3 separate regions of the Sus scrofa genome follow, and regions 1 and 2 are each linked to region 3. Evidence: chromatin contacts called from public Hi-C and HiChIP or PLAC-seq data. All regions are on one chromosome and are shown on one strand. The core of a region is the stretch at or near the end of the contact, and the rest is flanking DNA. Distances in the headings are between cores, read along the strand shown.

Region 1 (2,700 bases), core at 96-2,595, 200 kb before region 3:
AGAGCTCTAAGTGTTCATTCCTCTGTGGATTCCACTGTTGCCAGCTTGGGGTCTGGCATGTCTCCGCAGCTGGTCATTTGGATTAGCCCCAGAGCAGATAAGTGCTGCAGGAGAATGGAGAATGGACCCTATTCACAGCAGAGTCCAGCCACTCAAATAGATGCTGGTACCTCTGGCTCTCTTCCAGAGCCACCAGCCAACCCAGAGATGAAGCTGGCTGGAAAGGTGGATGGATGGGTTGGAAAGACCAGTGTCATCGCCAAACACAGCATCTGGGAAATGCCCACGTCCCCAGAAAGAGGTCATTGAAACCCTTCTGCTGGTGGTGCAGTGCCAAGAGCCGGGCACGCCAAGCTTTGAATCCTGATGCTGCTACTTTTATGAGCTGTGTGACCTTGGGCAAGCTCACTGGTTTTTTGGTCCTTTTGCTCCTCCCTAGAGTGGGAATAGCAGTATATTCACCTTGCAGAATTGTAGTAAAGTTCAAGGTACTGCAGATGCCTAACAGTACCTGCTGAGTATAGGAACACAGAGGTACTCAGTAAATGGTAGTAGAAGTGGCTGTTATTATTATTATCTGGAGTCATTTGGGGGACTTGGGCCCCAAAGTTTGGCTCAAGACTCCTCCCATGACCCGAGGCACTGGCTCCATGCCCAGGGCCAGGCATGCCAGGCAGCCTCGAACAGAGATGTTGCCAATTGGGATGCTGATTAAATTCCCTGATCGAGGAGTCTCAGCATCCCCGCCCAGAGCAGGAGGGCCAGCAACATTTAGCACAATCTGCTTGGATCCATAATGAAGTTATTTTTCAAGACCTGTTCTTTCCTCATCTCCCTCTGGCTCCTTCTCTCTGAATCCCTGTCAGAGAAGGGAAACAAAGCAGTATGGGGCTCTCCCTCCTCCCTCTTCCAGAGAGAAGGTGACAGGAGCAGGCAGAAGGCTGTTTTCCTTGCAAAAGATGCAGCTAACACAAGCCCTGGCCACTCAGCGCTGCTGCAGCCTCACCCTGATCCCTGCTTTATTTTTGTTTTTCCTGAAACTGGGCATCCAATTCAAACCTGCCTCTTTCTCCATCCTTTATCCGGACAGTTCGCAAGTGTTTTGCTGGGCGGCGCGATTAAGTGGCACTTGGTGTATTTTCCCATCTTCCTGTGCCCAGCTGGTAAAAAGAAAATAAAATAAAGGCGCCCGGGATTGAACTGTCGTTATTTTTTAAAAGGGGTCATATGACTGCGAGTTACTGATTTAGTGAAGTGGCTGCAACTCGGGGTTTGCTGCAGAGCCGCCCCCTCCCAGCGGGGGCGCTGACGTCACGGAAAAGCCCCGGCGCGGGTTGGCGGGGCTGGTTATAAACCGCGGGGCCGCGGCGACTGCGAGCGGCGGGCACCGGCGGAGGCACGGAACGTGGTAGCGCGCGAGCATCCCGCGCGGCGCCAGGGCATCACAGCGCACATCGACCCTCCGACGACTCCCACCAAGTAAGTCAGGTGGTCGGGGCGGGGGGGTTGTTGATGGGGGTGGTGGTGGGTGCTCCCGACTTCGGAGTGAGGCGGGTGGTTGGGAAAGGGGTGGGCGTTCCCAGCCCGCAGAACTTTCTAACTTGAGAAAAGAGACTTTGGAACCTGCTGTCTGCGCTGTGGTTTTCCGGTCAGGGCCAGAGTTTCAGGTGCAAAGGATGCCATTTGTCATTAGCGGGTTTCTTAGTTCAGTTCAGTAGGAGCTGACTGAGGTCACCTCCTCCGACCGTCTGTGGCCAGAGGGCGCCCACAGTGATACTTCGGCTCCTGTGGTTTGAATTCAAGCCGGCCAACGGAGGCGCTGCTTGTAAGATTAAAAAACCGACCGGTCATGGTCATCGTGGTTAGATCATCGACGCCTTGGGGTGTGGAGAGTGGGGGCGAGTGTGAGAAAGGGGCTGTCTGTGCATGTCTCCCCCTTGTTAGTAGATCTTGCTGGTTAAAATGAGAATGCTTCCACTTTATCTCAGGGAACCTGGTACTACAGACCTCCCTGCAGGGAGGGAGGGAGTCTTGAGAAGGGAAAGTTGTAGCAAAGTTGTTGAATGTCTTTTGGGAGAGTCTTTGACCTTCTCATTTGCTTCCAGAAGGAGGAAATCTGAGTTGAGTTAAAGAACTCTCTGAGTGGATGTGGTTTAATAAGAGTGAAACATTTTCTCTGCAATTTTGACAGGTCTGAACGTGAGCAGGTCATTTCTCTGCCAGAAGGACAAGGCACAGGGCTGGGGCTGGGATGTTTTGAACGTAATATCTGTGGGCAGGAGGGCAGAGCTGAGGCACAAACCTCAAACAGAAATTCTCTCCCTCTCAAATAGTAGCTTATTCAGGGAGCTAGGGAGCATCAGGGCAACTTTACTAAACATGGAAGTTCCAATGAGTGCTTGTCCAGTCCAGCCAGGGGGGGTGATGTCATTGTCACGTGTTTTCCACTGAGGCATAAAAGCCGTCTGGATGCTAGTACAGTTAAGAGCCATGTTTAGACAAGAGCAGCTAACCTGGCCAGCTGGTCCCCAGCTGCATTAACTTGTTGCTTTTCAAGCCATCTCTGGAGGCCATTGGTTCCTTCTGGCTGCCTCTGTGCCAGCTCGGAGTGGGAAATCCCAAGGCTTCCTTGAGGATGGAGGAAGCCTCAGGGCAGTGGGCAATGATCACGGTACTGTTTTCTCTTTGCAAATGACAATC
Region 2 (2,700 bases), core at 23-2,522, 130 kb before region 3:
AGGGATCAAACCTGCGTCCTCATGGATACTCGTCAGGTTATTACTGCTGAGCCACACCCGGAACTCCCAGAGTTTGTATTCTTACTGGGTTGCTTCTGGAGTAATAAGAAGTACATTTTCCCCTCTGATTTAGTGCATAGTTAGCAACAAGGTTTTGAAGAGCAAAGAGGTGGAGAGGTGTTTGAATGAAGGATTGTGAACCTTCTTGAGTTTTTCCTGCTTGAAGAATCTCGTAAATTTGCAGCTTTGAAACAGAACCACTCAAATTTTAGTATCTGCTTATTTTGGCATGGGCCAAAACTTATCTCCATCATCCATATAATGAGTGAAAATTACACTTACTGCCAATCATTTAAGACTCTTAAATGGAGAAGACTATAATAAAGTAAAGCAGTTATTAAAGAAATGGAATTGCCACAAGTTCATTTCAGGATGTTGACTTGTGATGGCTGTGGATAAGGTATCATTAAGCTTCTAGATGACCAGGCTGTTCCACAGAGGATGCCGTTATACCAGGCTTATACCTGAATTTCGTCCAATGATCCTTTCTGCTTGGAAAGACGTGGTTTTAACAGCCTGGGAAATAAGTTATCTCTGGTTTATTCACAGGAGTTTGAATAAAGAAAACCATGACGACGCAAGCCCGACTGGACTGCTTGTGTCTCCTGATACTTTACTTGGTAAGAGAAGAGAATGTTCTGTGTTTATTTAGCACAATATTTCTCATCATCCTTCTACCCTGTGCCAAGGAAGCAATGGCTATCATCACTTAAAAAAAAAAGTCTATCAAAATTAACTCACTGTGTACGAAGGACACATAGTTTACTCCAATGGGCTATTTTTTTTTTTCTTCCCAGTGGGCTATTTTTGATGAGATGGCTACAAGTCATATGTCTAACCTTCAACCAGGGAGGTGCTTCCTCCTCAGCTCTTAAAAGCAGATGCCACTTCACAGGCAAGGTTTTCAAATATCCATCAACCTTAGACCTTCGCATGCAGCTCAGGGAATCTGGAAAGAAAAATGTACTGATACAAGGGTTAATCTATGCCCCTTAATCTTGACTTTTTTTAAAAAAAAACTTTGACCATGAGAAATTACCACTGAAATGAAGAAAAGTATTTTCTCTATTTTCAACCCTGCTCTGCTTCTGTACTTTTCTTCCCATATATGGTTTGGAGTTTTCTGGCCAAATTTGTCCTTAGGTCACTTATTGAGCTAACCCTATCAGCTTAGAGGCTTCTAGAAGTCGGAGCTGGAGGGAACGTGGGGAGATCAGCCCTTGATCTGGGGTGGAGAGAGGAACACCCATCTTGGCTTTCCTCAAGGGGCTCTTAAAGGGGCTTTCCACAAGGGGATCACTTGCCAATTTGTTGTATTATGAAGCAAGATTACAGAGAAACATTTGCTTTCCCCTTAGGAGGAATCTTCTAGATCCTCACACTGCTAATCTTGGTTCCTTTCTTCCAGGGAACATATAACATATAACAACATAAAGCAACATATAACATATTGCATTTCAAGTTCTAGAGAGCTGCTGGAAGCCTACACAGTTCAACATATCTAGAGTGAAGTAAAGCCAAACTGGTAAACCCACCAGAGATTTCCTCTTGGTGGAGGGAAACTGTGATTCTAACTTCAAGAGCAATATGCAACCTCACAGACCTCACAGGGCACAAAACGTCGCTAGGACTACAACTGGGTCAAACATCACTTGACTTCTCTTCCTGCCCTCTCAAATGTCCTTTGCTGTCAGTATTATCATAGAATAGTGGTGAGGTCAGGCCAAGGTTTGAACTTGGCACTGTCATTTACTGATGATAGGAATTTGGCTGAGTTACTAAGTGCGGAACCTCAGTTTTCTGCCCTGCGAAATGGGTCTAATAAGAGCGCTTATCGACAATTAAATGAGATAATGCATTAATAAAGCCCTTGAATCAGTGACTGGCACAGTTTAGGCACTTGATAAATATTAGCTCTTATTATGAATACTTTTTTTTTTTTTTTTTTTTTTTTGCTTTTTAGAGCCAAATGTGCAGCATATGGAAGTTCCCAGGAAGGAGTCAAATTGGAGCTACAGCTGCCAACCTACATCGTAGCCACAGCAATGTCAGATCCTTAACCCACTGAGTGAGGCCAGGGATCAAACCCATGTCCTCATGGATACTAGTCAGATTCTTAACCCCCTGAGCTGCAATGGAAACTCCTATTATGACCACATTTGAAATATTTGAAGTCTACACTCATATGTACCCTGTCCTCCATGAGGAGGACGGGGTTTTAGTCATCTTTGCAGCCTCAGCACACAGCACAGTGCCAGGAACAAGGGTGAAATTAAATACATAATTATGCACTTATATGAGGAAACAACAAATGAGATCTAAGAGGGGGGAAGATTCCATCATGATAATTTGGTATTAGCAGGCTCATTTGCTTCTTGTTTAAGAAGGGGACACACATTTTTCTTCCCAGATAAAGGGTGAAAATAAGTTTTCCCTTTCCATGCTCTCATCCCAGTGGGGTTTCTATCTGGAGTAAGAAATACTGCCCAAATCACTGCTGGCAGCAAGCACCTTGCCCATGAGACAGCAGCATGCACAGCTGTCTTTGGGTGAAGGAGGGAGGCTGCGATCTGTGTGCTGGGACTTCAGGGGCGTTGGGATGGAGCCATTTCTCTCCCGCCTCCACCTACTCCTCTTTTG
Region 3 (2,849 bases), core at 325-2,824:
CCTCGCTCAATGGGTTAAGGGTCCAGTGTCGCCCCAAGCTATGGTGTAGGTCAAAGACACGGCTAGGATCTGGGGTTGCTGGGCTGTGGCATAGACCTGCAGCTATATCTCCAATTCCAACCCTAGCCTGGGAACTTCCATATGCCACAGATGTGGACCTAAAAAAAGAAAAAAAGAAAAAAAAAGTCTGTGGTGAGTTTCTTGTTTTTGTATTTTGTTTTGCTTTTCAGGGTCTCACTGGTGGCATATGGAAGTTCCCAAGCTAGGGGTAGAAATGGAGCTATAGCTCCTATCCTACACCACAGCCAAAGCAACACAGGATCCTAGCCGTGTGGGTGTGACCTACACCACAACTCATGGCAATGCCACAGGCTTTGCAGGAACCTCTATTACCTGATACCCCAGAGGACTGAGAAAGGTGCCCCTTCCACCTCCCCCATCTCCTGAAGTGCTGCGCATGCTCTCTTGCAGCAGCAGGGCTGTCATTAGATCTGGTCTCCTTTTCTGCCTTCTACACTACACTCTTAACTCCTTTTTTTTTTTTTGTCTTTTTCTAGGGCCACACCCGTGGAATATGGAGGTTCCCAGGCTAGGGGTCTAATTGGAGCTGCAGCTGCCTACCTACACCAGAGCCACAGCAACGCCAGATCCGAGCTGCGTCTGCGACCTACACCACAGCTCATGGCAACATGGGATCCTTAACCCACTGAAGGAGGCCAGGGATTGAACCCGCAACCTCATGGTTCCTAGTCTGATTCATTAACCGCTGAGCCACGACGGGAACTCCCTAGACTCTTAGATCTTGAGGACAGGGCCTGCCTCATCTCAGGGTCCCAAACACGTAGAAGAGGGTCAGTCTCAGACACCAGGACTTTGACTGTGATTCCTGGAAACTATTCAAAATGACTCCAGAACCTCCTCTTGTCTTTTGGGGTTTCTTGGCTTTACTCAGAGAAATGCCTGAAAAAGCTATGACTTCCTATCTGGCTTCCAGCAGGAGCTCAGTTTTGTCCCACCTCTGATCCTGTGCCTCAGTAAGGGCAACTTTTTCTCTTCCAGAGGGAAAACATTTTGGAAGTGACACGGATCATCTTCTAGAAGCCTGGGGTAGGAGGAAGGGCAGTGGGGAAGGAGTCAAAAATAAAAGCTCCTTTGGAGCGAACAGTGAGCTGAATCCAAATCCACTCTGTCAGCGGATTGACCTCCTCCTCCCTGGGCTAGTTTCCAAGTCTGTGAAAGGTTAAGTCTGGGGCTGATGGCTTCTCAGCCTCACTCAATGTGAGTCAGAGGCAGCGACCCCGCCAGAGTCCTGGACAGGGGTAGAGAGGATACCAGTCCGCCTAAATTCCTAGAGAATTCCAAACAAAATCGGGAGAAAGGAAATTCAGAGGGCATCTCCACCCTGATCTGGAGTCTTCTCCACTTGAGAGAACAAAACAAAACAAAACAAAACACAACCCTTCTCTAAATATAGGAGCCTTCCTTAGACTCCATCCCCTATGGTTTAGTGGTGCGTCCCTGGCTGGAGACATCCCTCCTGCAAGCTCATCGCACCTTGCAGGCTTAATGCAGGTTCGCGACTGCAAGGCTGGCTCAGCGTTTTGGGGGCATTTACTTCCGATCCCGGTACAAAGTTCTGCACACACCACTGCTTAATGAATAAGGATCAGGGACTCTGTTAGCTCCGACCTCCTGCTCGCTGGCCTTTGCCCAGGGCCGCCTAGCCTGCCAGGCTGTGCAGTCATCGGTGAAAGCCTTCAGTGGCAGGCTGCTTCGGGGTTTGGTACGTTTGAATCATTTTCAAAACCAGAATATGGACATCGGACTGAAACCCCCGCACATCCTCTGTGTCTCGGCTCCCTTTACGGAATCGTCGCAAATGAGCAGACATAAAACCAGACAGGAAGTTAGGGCATTCAGAAGAGTGCAGATTCACGCCAAGGTCCTCAAAATTTATCTTTTGAAACACTGGGGCTGCCTCAATGTTTGAGAGAATGTCGTGTTGGAATGAGCACTTCCTGTGACAAAATAATTACCCTGCAGCTCCCCAGCCAGTCGCCGGCACTATGGAAACCAACGACCTGCCGCGGGTGGCCAGTGACTAATGTGAACTGAATTTTAAAAGGCGTAATTTTGCCAAAAAAGAAAAGTAGGACAATAATAAAATTCGTAAACTTTTATATATGACATTTATGACTTTTCTTATGTACCTGAGATATTTTTCTTTGCCGGAATCCAGGGCACAACGACTTAAGATCCCAGCTATTCTGAATAAACGATCTCAAACTTTGAGTATTAGTGATTTGTGACAATACAGAGAACTGGGCCAAAGTAGAACTTCTAGCTTCACATTGTAATAAAAAATAAAACAAAAACCATAATACAGTGTTATTCCTAGGGCCTTTTATATAAACCTGCCTGCCTGACTGCTCGCAGGCACAGGCTGGCCCATGCCACCCGGTGAAGGCCTAGGCGAGTGGCCAGCCTGACCTGTGAGACTGATTTAGGTCCTAAGTGTCTTCCACAAGCATTTCCTTTGACCCCTAGAGTAATTTGAAAACAGATGATGTTTTGCTATGGAAAGTTCTGCTCCTGGAACTATGCCCAAACTTTTGATATGGGAAAATTTTTACATCTATTGCTTAATAATTCCCAACACACAACATAAAATCCCCACAATTTAGGGTACTTGAGCTCACCCTGCCCAAAATACATCAATTAATCAAAAACAACAAAGGGGATTTATTTCCCACAGTAAGTTAAGCGGAGGAGAAACCACAGGGCTGTAGTTCCCTAGGGCAGGATAGACTGTTTTTACTCCTTTTATCCCATAGGGAAAGCCTCTCTGC

Evidence for each region. A called contact is a pair of places that touch in the nucleus more often than the background predicts. HiChIP or PLAC-seq counts read pairs in DNA pulled down with a chosen protein or histone mark.
Region 1: a contact with region 3 is called in an H3K27ac HiChIP or PLAC-seq map of skeletal muscle, with 11 times the contacts expected there. The contact joins the promoter of GEM here to the enhancer-like site in region 3. A contact is called at or near these places in 9 of 47 Hi-C or Micro-C datasets (embryonic fibroblasts, fetal heart ventricle, fetal skeletal muscle and 4 more) and 1 of 2 datasets of contacts at active chromatin or transcription factors (skeletal muscle).
Region 2: a contact with region 3 is called in a Hi-C map of subcutaneous adipose tissue, with 1.9 times the contacts expected there. The contact joins two enhancer-like sites. A contact is called at or near these places in 5 of 47 Hi-C or Micro-C datasets (embryonic fibroblasts, heart right ventricle, liver and 1 more) and 1 of 2 datasets of contacts at active chromatin or transcription factors (skeletal muscle).

Annotation. Positions count from the first base shown.
Region 1 is chr4:42,457,246-42,459,945 of Sscrofa11.1, forward strand. It overlaps GEM (GTP-binding protein GEM), which reads left to right and starts at 1,346. Exons shown (of 5, transcript XM_001926976.7): 1 at 1,346-1,479.
Region 2 is chr4:42,526,444-42,529,143 of Sscrofa11.1, forward strand. CDH17 (cadherin-17) reads left to right here. Exons shown (of 18, transcript XM_013996607.2): 2 at 610-680. The coding sequence starts at 630. Among named protein-coding and RNA genes, the nearest start is that of CDH17, 19 kb to the left of the region's middle. Within about 2 kb of position 1,273, at least 11 of the 83 cell types and tissues checked have an H3K27ac peak or open chromatin away from gene starts, as enhancers often do. A contact at or near this core is called in subcutaneous adipose tissue, where this site is marked.
Region 3 is chr4:42,655,572-42,658,420 of Sscrofa11.1, forward strand. No RefSeq gene overlaps it. Among named protein-coding and RNA genes, the nearest start is that of PDP1, 120 kb to the right of the region's middle. Within about 2 kb of position 1,575, at least 47 of the 83 cell types and tissues checked have an H3K27ac peak or open chromatin away from gene starts, as enhancers often do. A contact at or near this core is called in embryonic fibroblasts, fetal skeletal muscle, retroperitoneal adipose tissue and 2 more, where this site is marked.